2 separate regions of the Sus scrofa genome follow, and region 1 is linked to region 2. A link is a contact called in public HiChIP or PLAC-seq data. All regions are on one chromosome and are shown on one strand. Each heading gives the region's core, a stretch centred on a gene start, on an enhancer-like site or on the middle of the called end of the contact. The rest is flanking DNA. Distances are from core to core; before and after follow the strand shown.

Region 1 (5,816 bases), core at 2,914-5,413, 720 kb before region 2:
TGGACTCTCTCATACCCCCACTGTTCGAAACTTATGCTCAATTTCTGTGATGATGTGTGCTGAAAGCCTGAAAATTTTATCTAGCCTTTTCAGCAGCAATTTGATTTTCAGGACTTTATGCTGTGGTATATTAGGAATGTACCAAGGGTTACAACACATATTAACATATATCAAGGGTCATATGTTTTCTTAAAATCATAAATAATCTAATTTTCAAAATAAAATGGAATTATTTAAATAAATTGTGATGCATCTACATAGTAAAATTCTATATGGTCACAAATCAGGATGCTGTGCAGATGTCTTAAAAGTGAGAAAAATGGTCAGGATATATTACTAAGTTTTTTTAAAAAGGCAGAAAAAAGAGCCTATAGCATTTGAATCTTTTGTACACACAGATTTAAACACTAGGATAAAATTTATCAATATGTTAAAGCAGTTTAAGTGGTTATTTTGGGTAGAAGATAACAGTTCCTCCCTCCATTTCTTCCCTTCTTCCTTTTTCCTTCCTCCCTTCCATTCGTCCTCTTTATCCCTCCTCATCCTCCTTCTTATTCTTGATATCCTCTGTTTCCAAGCATTTGGGCTTTTATTTTATTTAGTAATCTGAAGGAATGTAGTGCTTTGTTTTATTTTATTTTATTTCATTTTTTTTTTTAATTTTTCACTTTTTTTAGGGCTGCAGCCACGGCATATGGAGGTTCCCAGGCTAGGGGTCTAATCAGAGCTGTTGCTGCCGGCCTACACCTTGGCCACAGCAACACCAGATCTCAGCCAGGTCTGCAACCTACACCACAGCTCAAGGCAATGCCGGATCCTCAACCCACTGCGGGAGGCCAGGGATCAAAAGTGCAACTTCAGGGTTCCATTCATTTCCACTGCGCCACAATGGGAACTCCGAGTTTTGTTTTATTTTTAACTTTATCTCATAAAGTCTTCTGTTTGGATTTTCTTCAGGGAATTTAGGTGGAAAAAGAAAGCAAAATAGTTGTGTTCCTCTCTTTAGTACTAAAGTCCCTTTTTCCTTAGTGATTTCAAGTCTTCTTCTTCCATGGGTGAAGAGGAGAGAAAATAGGAGAATGAGGATCCATGTTCTACTGTGTCTTTCGGAAGTGGACCTGGAAAATCATTCCACTGGTTCACTCTTCTTCAGGAAAGGAATTTTTAAAATTAAATTATATCTATTTCTTTTTACCTGTTTTGATAGTTGAAGGACTAATAGAAAAGCCCAAGTCAAGTATTTGTTGTATAGTTATTTTGTGGTATTTATATATTATGTATTTCTTCTCCACAACAGTTATGAAGAAATTTGCTTTACCTTTAGTATGTAAAATTAAAATGTCATAGCTTTTCTGATATTTCATTACGTTTTTAAAATATATTAATAAATCTAGGTTCTTTAATTATCTAATTAAAGTCTAAATTAAAATTTTCAGAGAAGCAAAAACAAGTCATGCTTAAAGGCCAGGATACAAAAGGTGGTAATAGAAAAAATGATGTTCAATAACAACCAAAATCACTTGACTATGTCAGTTCTCAAACTTGACATTTTCTCTTGACATTCAAGTCTTGGTTTTAGGGAAGGTGCAGAGCTCATTGCAAATTACAAAATAATGAAGTTGAAACTAGTAGTGGCAGAATATTGGTGATAGTGTTTACACTGGAACTAACAACTGTATACAGCCTGACATGGAGCAGATGGTCTGAGTTTAGAGATTAAGCTTGTGTTAAATAAGTGAAATTTTTGCTACTGTAACTACATTTTCAACCCATCTTTTTTTTTTTTTTAATGACTCCTAACAGTACAATTATCACAGGCGCTTCATATGTTTCATTTCAGGGGAAATTAATGGTAGGGTCACCACTAAACTTTGCACTTTAACTTCATGCTACTCATGTCCCAGATCACCAAGGGTGCTGGGCCCAGGATTGAGATAAGTCTGAGTCTGTCTGAAAGGTGGAGATGCCATGGTTCTATTTTCACAAAGCCCAGAGGAATCCCATCAGAAGGAAGTCATGACAAGGAAAAGAGTGGCAGAACTACCCAAAGCCTTCAGCAATTCCAGGGTCGACTAGGTTCAGTTTCAAGGAAAGCCAAAGCGAGTGACTTGGACCTGAGGGATAAGGAACAAATGTGGGCACTGCAAGAACAAGTTCTTGGAACACCTGTGACGGGGTGGGCAGGGAGCAAGACCCAGAACTATGGGAGGACCTTGAGAGGTTTGATTCCTATAGACCCTGTGGAGATACACTTCTTTATATTCATGTTTGTTACTTTGGTCTTACTCTCAGCATACTGTCACCCCAAAACCATGGACTGCTTTTATATCCCTCTAGTAAGAATAGAAAGTATCTATTATTATTATTATATAATAATATCTATTCATTATTATATCTAGTCACTTGTGATGGAACATGATGGAGGATAACGTGAGAAAAAGAATGTGTATATATATATATGACTGGGTCACTGCTGTACAGCGGAAATTGACATAACATTGTAAATCAACTATAATAGAAAAAATAAAAACCTTAAAAAAAAGAAAAGTAGTTATCAGATGGCATACACAAAAGACACATACATGTGGGCTTCTTGTCCCCTGTCTTTAAAACAATAAACACTAGGATTGGGAGAAAACAGCATTTACTAGGAAATCAATTATCCAAGATGGAAAAAAAAAATCCCTAAATAGCATTCAATCTTCCAAATAAAAATTCTTCATTCTTGGGTCAGACTGATAAATGAGATGGCATTTAGACCCATTGATTCGATTCGTCCCTTTACGGAGCCATCAGACACACGACGGAAATGCTCTTTAGTGTCATCCTGCTTTCTTAGTACTGTGTAGCTAGTCACCTTTCTATCATTTGTATCCGAACAATATTTTAGAACAACCAATAACAACTTCAAGAGGACAATTTTGACACACTTCACAGCTCCTTCCTATTACATTAATGCGTAAATTGAATTCCCTCTCAAGATGGGGGAAAAAGTAAAAGGTTGGCTTCCCAAAAATGTTTTCATTGGCTTTAGGGAACTAAAATGCACCAGTCTGGGTGACTAATACTTCCTGGAAAATAAAGATAGATCAACACATAATTAAGTTCTGGCTCAAATATAATTGTTGTCTTGGAAACAGTTTTGGGGTAAATATGGTTATGCTAATGAAACTTTTCATGATTTCCACCAATGATCCAGTTTATTAACTAGGCCAGACCATCTTACTACCTTATGCTACAAATTTTGGAATATTCAAGGGGTTAAAAAAGTTCCTAAGAGAACTGTGACAAGGAGGGAAAGGGATACATCTTAAATTCGTTATTTATCAGCTTTCATAAGGCTTCCAGTTGGAGGAGTAGGTTAAGAGTGCTTTTTGGCGTATTTGTGGCTTTCAAACATCCTTCCTACTTCATTAAACAGAAAACTATATATACCGCGTTTTGAATTAATAATTCCTAGCGTTATTTCTCTGAACTCCCTCTTCGGAGGATTTAAAATGAGACGAACTCAAGAGGAACACGCGACACCAAAGCCCTCAAGTAGCCAGTGTTTTCTAGTTCCAGCTTTCAGTAAAGAGTTTTGTAGGAAGTTTCTACTCACAGCGTAGCCCAAAGGGCAGCTTGCCTGCTCTGGAGGTTTTGGTCGAGGCCCAGTGTGAACTCCGGGCGCGAGAGCGCATCCCGGCTCTGAGATCACACCCACTCGGGGTGTGCGTGAGTGAGTGCGCGGTGCCCGCGCGCGTGTGTACGTGTGGGGAGGTGTGCGCCAAAGGGGTGGGGTGAGGGGCGGCGAAGAGTGCTCTAGGTGAAGCACGAGGAGCGGGAGAAGGAGGTCGCGCGCTCCGGCCTCTCCCCCAGGGGCCGCGGCGGCTGGCTCGCGCTCCGGCTGCCCCTCCGGGTGCGCGCCGCGGCGGCGCCACAGGCCCCTGGACCCTTGGACCACCGCCCTCCGGCCGCCCGGTTTGCAGCGGGGTCCGGCGATGGCGCGGGACTGACGGCCGCCTCCCCTCAGACCCTTCTGTCCCGCCCGGGGCTCCCGGGGGCCGCGGCACCGCCCCGACCTGCATGTGGGGAGGGCGCGCCGGTTGCCGGAGCGAGCGGCCCTCGGCGCCCCCGAGGCGGTGCCCCGCCGCGCGGGAGGACGAGGAGGAGGAGCCGCGGGCCGGGCCGGGCTCCCTGCGCGCCGCTGCCCGGGAGCACGGGCTCCCCGGAGGGAGCTCGGGGCGTCCCAGCCCCGGAGGAGGGACCCGGAAGCAGAAGCGGAGCCGCGAGTCGAGCCGAGCCTCTGCCCCCGCTGCCCGCCGGCGCCGGGTAGGGGTCCCGGCGGCTGGATGGGCAGCGGCGGCTCGGGCCGCGGGCGGCGATGGGCGAGGAGCAGAGCACGGTGAGCGGCGGCGGCGGGCCCCGGGAGGCGCGGACTCCCGCTAGTGGCGCCGCGGGCCATCCCGAGCCCCCGAGGCCGCCGGGGGACAGCGCCGGGGCGCCCGGGCCGCGCACCGCCTCCGCGGAGCTGAGCGGCCGCAGCTGCGGAAGCAACTCGGGCTGCGCGGATACGAGCGCCCCGGAGCCAGAGAGGAGCCGGGGAACTCCGAGCTGGAGGAAAAGCCACGCGCCGGGTCAACCCTCGGGACTGGCCCTCACCGGGCCCCTCAACCCCCAGGCTTTGCAACAGCAGCTGGCCAAGGAGGAGGAGGAAGCGAGGAGCCGAAACGAGGGAGGGGATGAACAGCAGGAGGCGCCCCCGGGCGAGGAGTCCGAGCCCCGGACCCGCGTCGGGGTCCCGGACGGACTGGTCCTGGACGTGCTAGGGCAGCGGCGCCCGCCTCCCGCCAAGAGACAAGTCTTCTGCTCTGTTTTCTGCGTGGAGAACGACCTGCCCGAGGTCCCCTCGGCGGAGCGGCTTTCGCTGACCGCGTCGTCGCCACCTCGGGCTCCTCCAGTGATCAACCCTCCCAGCACCCCCTCCTCCTTCCCTAGCCCCCCGCTGTCTCTCCCAACGGACCCCCTGTCTCCCGACGGCGGCAGCATCGAGCTGGAGTTCTACCTGGCGCCCGAGCCATTCTCCGTGCCCAGCTTGCTGGGAGCTCCACCCTACTCTGGCCTGGGTGGGGTCGGGGATCCCTATGCGCCCCTTATGGTGCTGATGTGCCGGGTGTGCCTGGAAGACAAGCCCATCAAGCCCTTGCCCTGCTGCAAGAAGGCCGTGTGCGAGGAGTGCCTCAAAGTCTACCTGAGTTCCCAGGTAAGCTCAGCACCTCTATCCTTCCTCTGTTCCCCATTCAGCATTCCAGAGCACTGGCCAGGATGGCCAGCTCGCCAGCTCCCTGCTCTGCTCGCGGGAGGAGGTGATGAATGCCCTTACAGAGGACCTCTGTCAGTTTCTCACTTCTCTGTTGTTGTCCTTAGAATATTTAAGTGTGTTTGTCTTCACTGGTTAAGGTGACCGGAATTTAATTCTGCGTGAACTTCAGGCTTTGATCAGCAACCGTAGAACCAGGTGGTACACTTGAATTGCCCTCTGCTTATTTCTTTTATTAGATTGCCAGCAAGACCTTGCAGGAGGAAGAGGGCAATGAGAGTGCTTTTGAGGCCTGGTATTCCAGAACCTCAAATAGTGGGCAGAAAATAAACATATGTTGAGTTGGTGGAGAGAAGTGTTGCAAGGAATGATACCTGAATTTGAAATTTTGCTCCATTTAGTTAGTCCAGGAAAAGCGTTTTTAATTTATTTATTCCTGGCTCTGGTCCACTTTTCAGTTTCTTTTTCCACAGGGAAGTTGAAGTACTTTTTCAGCGGGCTTTATTTCTTTAAGAGG
Region 2 (6,249 bases), core at 939-3,438:
CATCCCCCTTTTACAGATATTAAATATTTTTTTTACAGAGGTTAAATAATTTTACAGAGGTTAAATAATGTACCCAAGGTCAGCATGTGATGTGACTGAAGCCAGAGCCTGAAGTTTTAGAGCTTACCCTGTTCTTAAAAAGTACGTTCTAATGAGGTTTGGTCTGGAGCATACTAAGATTTCCCAAGTAACTTTATATACTATATCTTATCTCCCAATTAAAATTTCACCTTCTATTTAGAACAGTGCTGTCCAGAAGAATTTGCTGCAATAATGGAAATATTTTATTCTGTGCTGTCCAGTGAGTGGTCTCTAGCCATGTGTGGCTCTTTAGCACTTGATATATGGATAGTGGAATGAAAAGCTACATTTTAAATTTAATTTAAATTTCAATGGCCACATGTGGCTGGTGGGTACTGTATTGGATCGCATGGATCTAGAGGATAAGGAATGGTTTTATTTCTTCTGATTCTCTGTGAAGACAAGGCTTAGGGAGATCAGTAAATGCTGAGTTAATGACAAAGAATGAACAGTCTTTAAGGGGGAATTTTCTCACCTTTAAACTAAAGAGCTGAAATCCTCATTATACCAGGACTTTCACTGTAATAAAACCTTATAATAAGCATATGATACAGCCTGCCGTCTAGAGGAGTTCATGGAGATAATAAAGAGGATCTATAAATTACAAGCAGTGTTTTTTGAAAGGCTGACAATCTTTTATAATTGCTGGCTACTGCTTTTTTTCTTTGTTTTTTGGCCATACCCACAGCATATGGAAGTTCCTGGGCAAGGGATCAAATCTAAGCTGTAGCTGGGACCTCCACCACAGCTGTGGCAATGATGGCTTCTACTTTAAATACATAGTTATAGCTTTGCCTAATAAAAAAGATCACTGCTTAATTATTTCTTGACAAAATATGGAATCCATAGAGAGAAAAACAATAAGGTGTGATGAAGGGATGAAAATGGTTAAGAATTGCAACTAAATGGGCATTTCCTGCAGAAACTGCACTCTACAGCAGACCTCTTTATAAATGTTTTTTGTTTTTTTATTTTGCTTTTGTTTTTTTTGTCTTTTTAGGGCTGCACCCTACACTTATGGAAATTCCTGGGCTAGGGGTCAGATTGGAACTGTAGCCGCTGGCCTAGGACACAGCCGCAGCAATGCCGGATCCAAGCTGCATCTGCAACCTACATCACAGCTTGTGACAATGCCAGATCCTTAACCCACTGAGTGAGGCCAGGGATCGAACCTGTGTCCTCATGGATGCTGGTCATATTCATTTCCACTGAGTCAGGATGGGAACTCCTTCAAATGTTTTTAGAGTAAACAACTGCCAAGTTCTCATTGACTTCATTCTGTCACTTATTCATCATATATATACATATACCTTCTTATAGTCATGTTCTGAATACGGGGCAAAATATCATGAATAATAATAGGTATCTTTTGAAAATAAACTGGGGTTCTAGATCCAATCAGAGTCCCTGGAAATGGTCAAGTCCTGTGCCCTATTTCCTGACCCACATACACAATGCAGCTCCTACCCTGCTCCCCACCTGATGTCCACTTTATTTAAAAGAATGCATCTCCAGAAGTCTTAGTGATTTTATCACAGTTTGTGCTGCTATAGAACTTGTCTTTTCTTTGCTGTTTTTTAAAAATTTAATCTTAGATTTCAGAATCATCAAAGAAAGTGGCCCAGTTTCTCTGGAGATCCCAAACCATGTTCTTTTGATTCAATGAAATCAGCTCTTTATATTTTAGGAGCCTAATATCCCTTGGAAAATAATTTACAATTAACATAATACCTAAAGGAAAAAAAGAAAAATACCCAATTCTTCACATTCAAACCAAAAAGATGTAAGCCCGAGGTCCAGTTTTATACATGCTTAGTGCAGAATTGGGCGATTATTCCATATTTTGCAAGATAGTATAACTTGACCACTTGCAACTGAAATCCCAAAGCCATCACTGTTAAACGCTTCACTCCGCCTTCCTGGGGAGGCTCTTAGAGCATAAGCAGCATCAACTAGCCAGAGGAGGCCGCTATCTAGTGTGCCTGGGTGTTTGGCCTCTGACACACCAATGTTATCAGACCAGCTGCAGGCTCCACCATGAAGTGTTTTTTTTTTTTTTTTTTTTTTTTTTTTTTCTGTGTGTGAGGGTAAACCTCATGGCCAAATCCTCCTAATCATCTTGCAGTGCTGGTCACGGGACTGTAGAGGGAACGGCTCCCAAATGGGGATGGGAAGCTAACAGGCACTGCCCCGTTGCTGATGCAAATCTTCCCAGCCCAGGCTCTCTCGGGTCTCTGCCAAGAGTTGGCCTGGAGGGCTCAATTTGCTGTAATGGTTGCAATTTGACAGCATCCGGGATGCTGTACAGAGGACAGGAGCGGGAAGGGGGAGGAGATGTTGGGCCCCTTTGCAAAACACAACGCCAGAAAAGACAGGATGAATTTATTGTGACCAGTGATCCCCGAGTTGGAAGGAAACTCAAGGCTTTAAAGCTCGGGGAGACCCTCTAACTCCAGCTCTGCTCTCAAAGCTTAATCTCCACGAAGAGTGAAGGCTACTGCCTGTTAGCGGCACGGGGTGCGGTCCGGGGCGAGGTAAGAAGACCCTCTCAGGATCCGCCGCCCCAAGTCCGGCCGCCTGAGCGGAACGAGCTCGCTCCCGGGAGGCGTCACAAAGGGCCGAGGCCTGCGGAGGCCGCGCGCGCAGCTCTCCGGGGCGGAGCCGCCCGGCCCGGGCTGAGGCTGCGCCGGCTTAGCGGAGGCTGCAGCCGCCGGGGCGGGTGGGGGGTGGCGGGGGGTGCCCAGCCTCCCAGCTCGGAGGTCGCCGGGGCGGAGAGGATGCTGCAGCTGCAGCCCGAGCTGCCAAGCGGGTCCGCGGAGCTCCCCGGCGCCCGCCGCAGCGGAGGGGCGCAGAGCGTGGCACCGGCCGGGCGGAGCTAGAGGCGGGCGTCTGCACCGCGTCGCGCCACCCGCAGCTCTCCGCCTCCGGCCGGCCAGGGAGTCAGTCGTGGCCGATGTCCTGACCGGTGGCGCATCTGCAGGGTTGGCCAGGCGCCGCTCTTGGGAAGAGGCCTGAGGAGTCCCGGCGGCGGCAGCGTCCAGCAGCTCCGGACGCTGGTCCCCCGGGGCGCGCGCCTGGGCGTTCCTCCCTCCTGCCCTAGCTCCTCGTCACCACACGGTCCTCCCCCGACCCCTCCTTCCACCCACCCTGGAGGATGCGCTCCCCCGCGCCCAGCGGCAGAGGCCACGGCTCCCAGAAATGCGTGCACTGGATCCCCTTCTCCGGGACCCGAGGAGCCGGCGCAGCCGCCCTGTAGGTAGGTAGGTGAGGAGGGGACCAGCCCTCGCCGCCGCCCGCGGCTGATGCTGCCGCTGGGGAGGGGCGGGGGGCTGGGGCCAGGACCCGTCAAACTTGCCTCCTGCCGGGGCTCGGTGCGGCTCTCGGAGGTGTGCTAATGGCGCTGGGCACAGCCCCTGGATACCTGACCACCTCTTCTGGAGCTCCGGAGGCCGAGCGGTGGCGAAGGAGAGCTTGACCCTTCCCCGCCCACCTCCTGGGCCCGGTGGGGTGCGCGCTGCGGGCGAGGGTGGGGAGGACGAGTTGGTTTGTGGGTTATTGGGGGTTGGGGGGAGCGTTTGATTTTCAGCAGCTCAGGTGGAAATGTGTCACCGTATTTTTTTCGGCTTGATAAACAGATGCCTTCTTCCTGTTTTCTCCCAATATATAGCCGCTCAAAGCGTTAATTTAGCGGCATATAGAAGTCGCTCTGGATTTTGTGTATTTCAGAGCTGGCTGACTGATATGTAAGACTGATATCTCAAACCCTTACAGTCAGCATTTTGGGGCCAGTTAAAGGAGGCCCTTCTAGAAGTCGAACATTCAGGAGATAGATGAGGCTGGGGTATTCCTGTGCTGCCTACTTGGGAGCCTCTTGCTTTCGTGAAGGGATGCGTTTAAGGAGCGAGGTAAGTTTGATACAGGTGTAGGGAGTTGGGAATCTGCTGGAAGGATGCTCGGAGTTGGCCAGCAGAGGCAGCCTTGGGCGCATGTATTTCTGAGGAACTGGTTATGAATTCTTTCTCTCCCAAGTGTAAAGTTCATATATCAGGGCTTTTGGCAAGATTATCTCTTCAAAGGCAATCATTTTTCAGTTTTGTATCAAGCAATAAGGTTTAGAGTTTTGGAAAGTGGATGATTGTAAACTCTTTTTATTAACGTATTATGATTTTAGAGCTTTGGAAGATGAACCTGTGGAAACTCCAGGACAGAGCCTTCCTCTTGTTCAATCTTGTAACCCCTTGGCCTGGTGCACAATGAGCGCTCATTAGTTATTCTATTTTGTATGTATGTACGTATGATATGTATGTTTGTATTTTGTCTTTTTAGGGACACACCTGCGACATATGGAGGTTCCCAGGTTAAGGATTGAATCTGTAGCCGCCAGCCACAGCCACAGCCACGCCAGATCTGAGCCCCTTCTTTGACCTACACCACAGCTCAGGGCAACAGAGAGTGAGGCCAGGGGTAGAACCTGTGTCCTCATGGACAGATTCGTTTCCCATGAGCCACGATGGGAACTCATTAGTTATTTTTTTTTTTTTGAATAAACTATATTTCAAACTTCATCTAAAGACAATTTAGGATTAAAATGTATTTGTCCTCTGGCCATTGAGGTTTAACTGGATTTTAAAATTATTTCTTTTTTTTTAATAGTCCAATTCAGTTATTCCAACACAAGTTGAATTTTGATAATTTTAGGACCATATGTATTCTTCTCTGTGTTATTAAATAAGGTAATTCAGCCCAAATCTTAATATAAGTTACTTTCATTTATAAGCTTACATTTTTTCCCCAATTGGTAATCGAACTTATTTTAATTAAACTCTAAAATACAATTAAAAAGTACAATTCATGTTGAAAGGAGATTCTAGGTTACTCCAGAGGTAACAGTGATTTGGTTAATAAGTGACATATTAACTCAATTTAGAGTTGAGTTGTTGTGGTTGACCTAATTATAATGTATTTTATTACAGGTAGAGGCAAAAATAAAGCATTTAGAAGTGTCTGTGATGCCTAAATGATTCAAAATACATGGTATAGATATACATTTTCAATTGTACGGGTTTTCTCAGTATAGAAGCATATCAGTTTTCAAGTTTGACAACCAGGGTCGTTGTGAAATCAAGGGTTTGGAAGATTTAGTGCCCTTCTGCTTTTAAGTTTATGTTATCTTGAAATAATCTAGGATAACTGCATCACTTTACATGTTTTTTTTTTCTCTTACACTATGATATTTCCTATTTTGATTTTGTTTTATTTTCTGGTTATGTAAGTTTTATGAGCCAGTCACTTTGTTCAACAAAATTATCTGGGAATGGCCCGGTCACTTATTTTCTTTCTTTCCTTCTTTTTGGTCATTTTAATATGTCTTCACCATCCTTACTACATACTCACCAAATGCCTTGTTTTCACAAAACTATGGTAAGCTATAAGTTATTACTATTGCTTCTCCAGCCTAGTTGGGCTCTTCCTGGCTGGTGAGGGAGTAACACGTTTATGTAAAATGCCGTGAGATTGGGGGAACCAGCAGTGGGAGGGAGCTTTGAAAAATATGTCACAATTTATTCAAACAGAGCAAAAGTTCTCCCATGAAATAAAGATAATTACGTTTTACACATCTTAAATATATAGTCAAGGAGATTGAGCATTTAATTTACATTGTTCTTCCTTGCTCACTTTAAACATCTCAAAAGAGCCCTCCCCTATAGTTACAGTAAACTCTCTTTACTTTGTTGCAGATAATAAACACTTATTTGTTTATTGAACAAAGAGAAGTCGAATACTTAGACTATGCTGGCACTCCTGGCCTTGCAGTCGGTTTGTCAGAAGGGAGGGGGCATTTTTCTGTGTTCGTCCTGCATTCAATGCGCAGCGCCTCTGCGATTGAATGACTCACCACCTGGGTCCTGACTCCTGAGCTCCAGGCACCCTGCCTCCACATGCACCACTGGAATGCAAGCCTAAAACCTGAATTTACCCTATCTTTTTTTTTTCTTTCTGTATCTTTCCTAAGGTTTTATTACCAAAAACTTTATCCCTTCTTTGCCAAAAAATGCATATTGTCCTTTTTTCTCCCAGCCCAGTTTTCATTGTTATTGTTTACATCCAGTAGGATCCACTCAATTCACATATGTTAGAAGAAAAATTGTTATTGATGCAGAAAAAGTA

Evidence for each region. HiChIP or PLAC-seq counts read pairs in DNA pulled down with a chosen protein or histone mark.
Region 1: a contact with region 2 is called in an H3K27ac HiChIP or PLAC-seq map of alveolar macrophages. The contact joins the promoter of LOC110256655 here to the promoter of NCOA7 in region 2. A contact is called at or near these places in 2 of 47 Hi-C or Micro-C datasets (embryonic fibroblasts and liver) and 2 of 2 datasets of contacts at active chromatin or transcription factors (alveolar macrophages and skeletal muscle).

The regions. Positions count from the first base shown.
Region 1 is chr1:37,910,566-37,916,381 of Sscrofa11.1, reverse strand. LOC110256655 reads right to left here and starts at 4,163. Exons shown (of 3, transcript XM_021072815.1): 1 at 3,602-4,163. The coding sequence starts at 4,067. It overlaps RNF217 (probable E3 ubiquitin-protein ligase RNF217), which reads left to right and starts at 4,260. Exons shown (of 6, transcript XM_021072754.1): 1 at 4,260-5,242. The coding sequence starts at 4,364.
Region 2 is chr1:37,190,652-37,196,900 of Sscrofa11.1, reverse strand. It overlaps NCOA7 (nuclear receptor coactivator 7), which reads left to right and starts at 2,188. Exons shown (of 16, transcript XM_021088655.1): 1 at 2,188-2,615.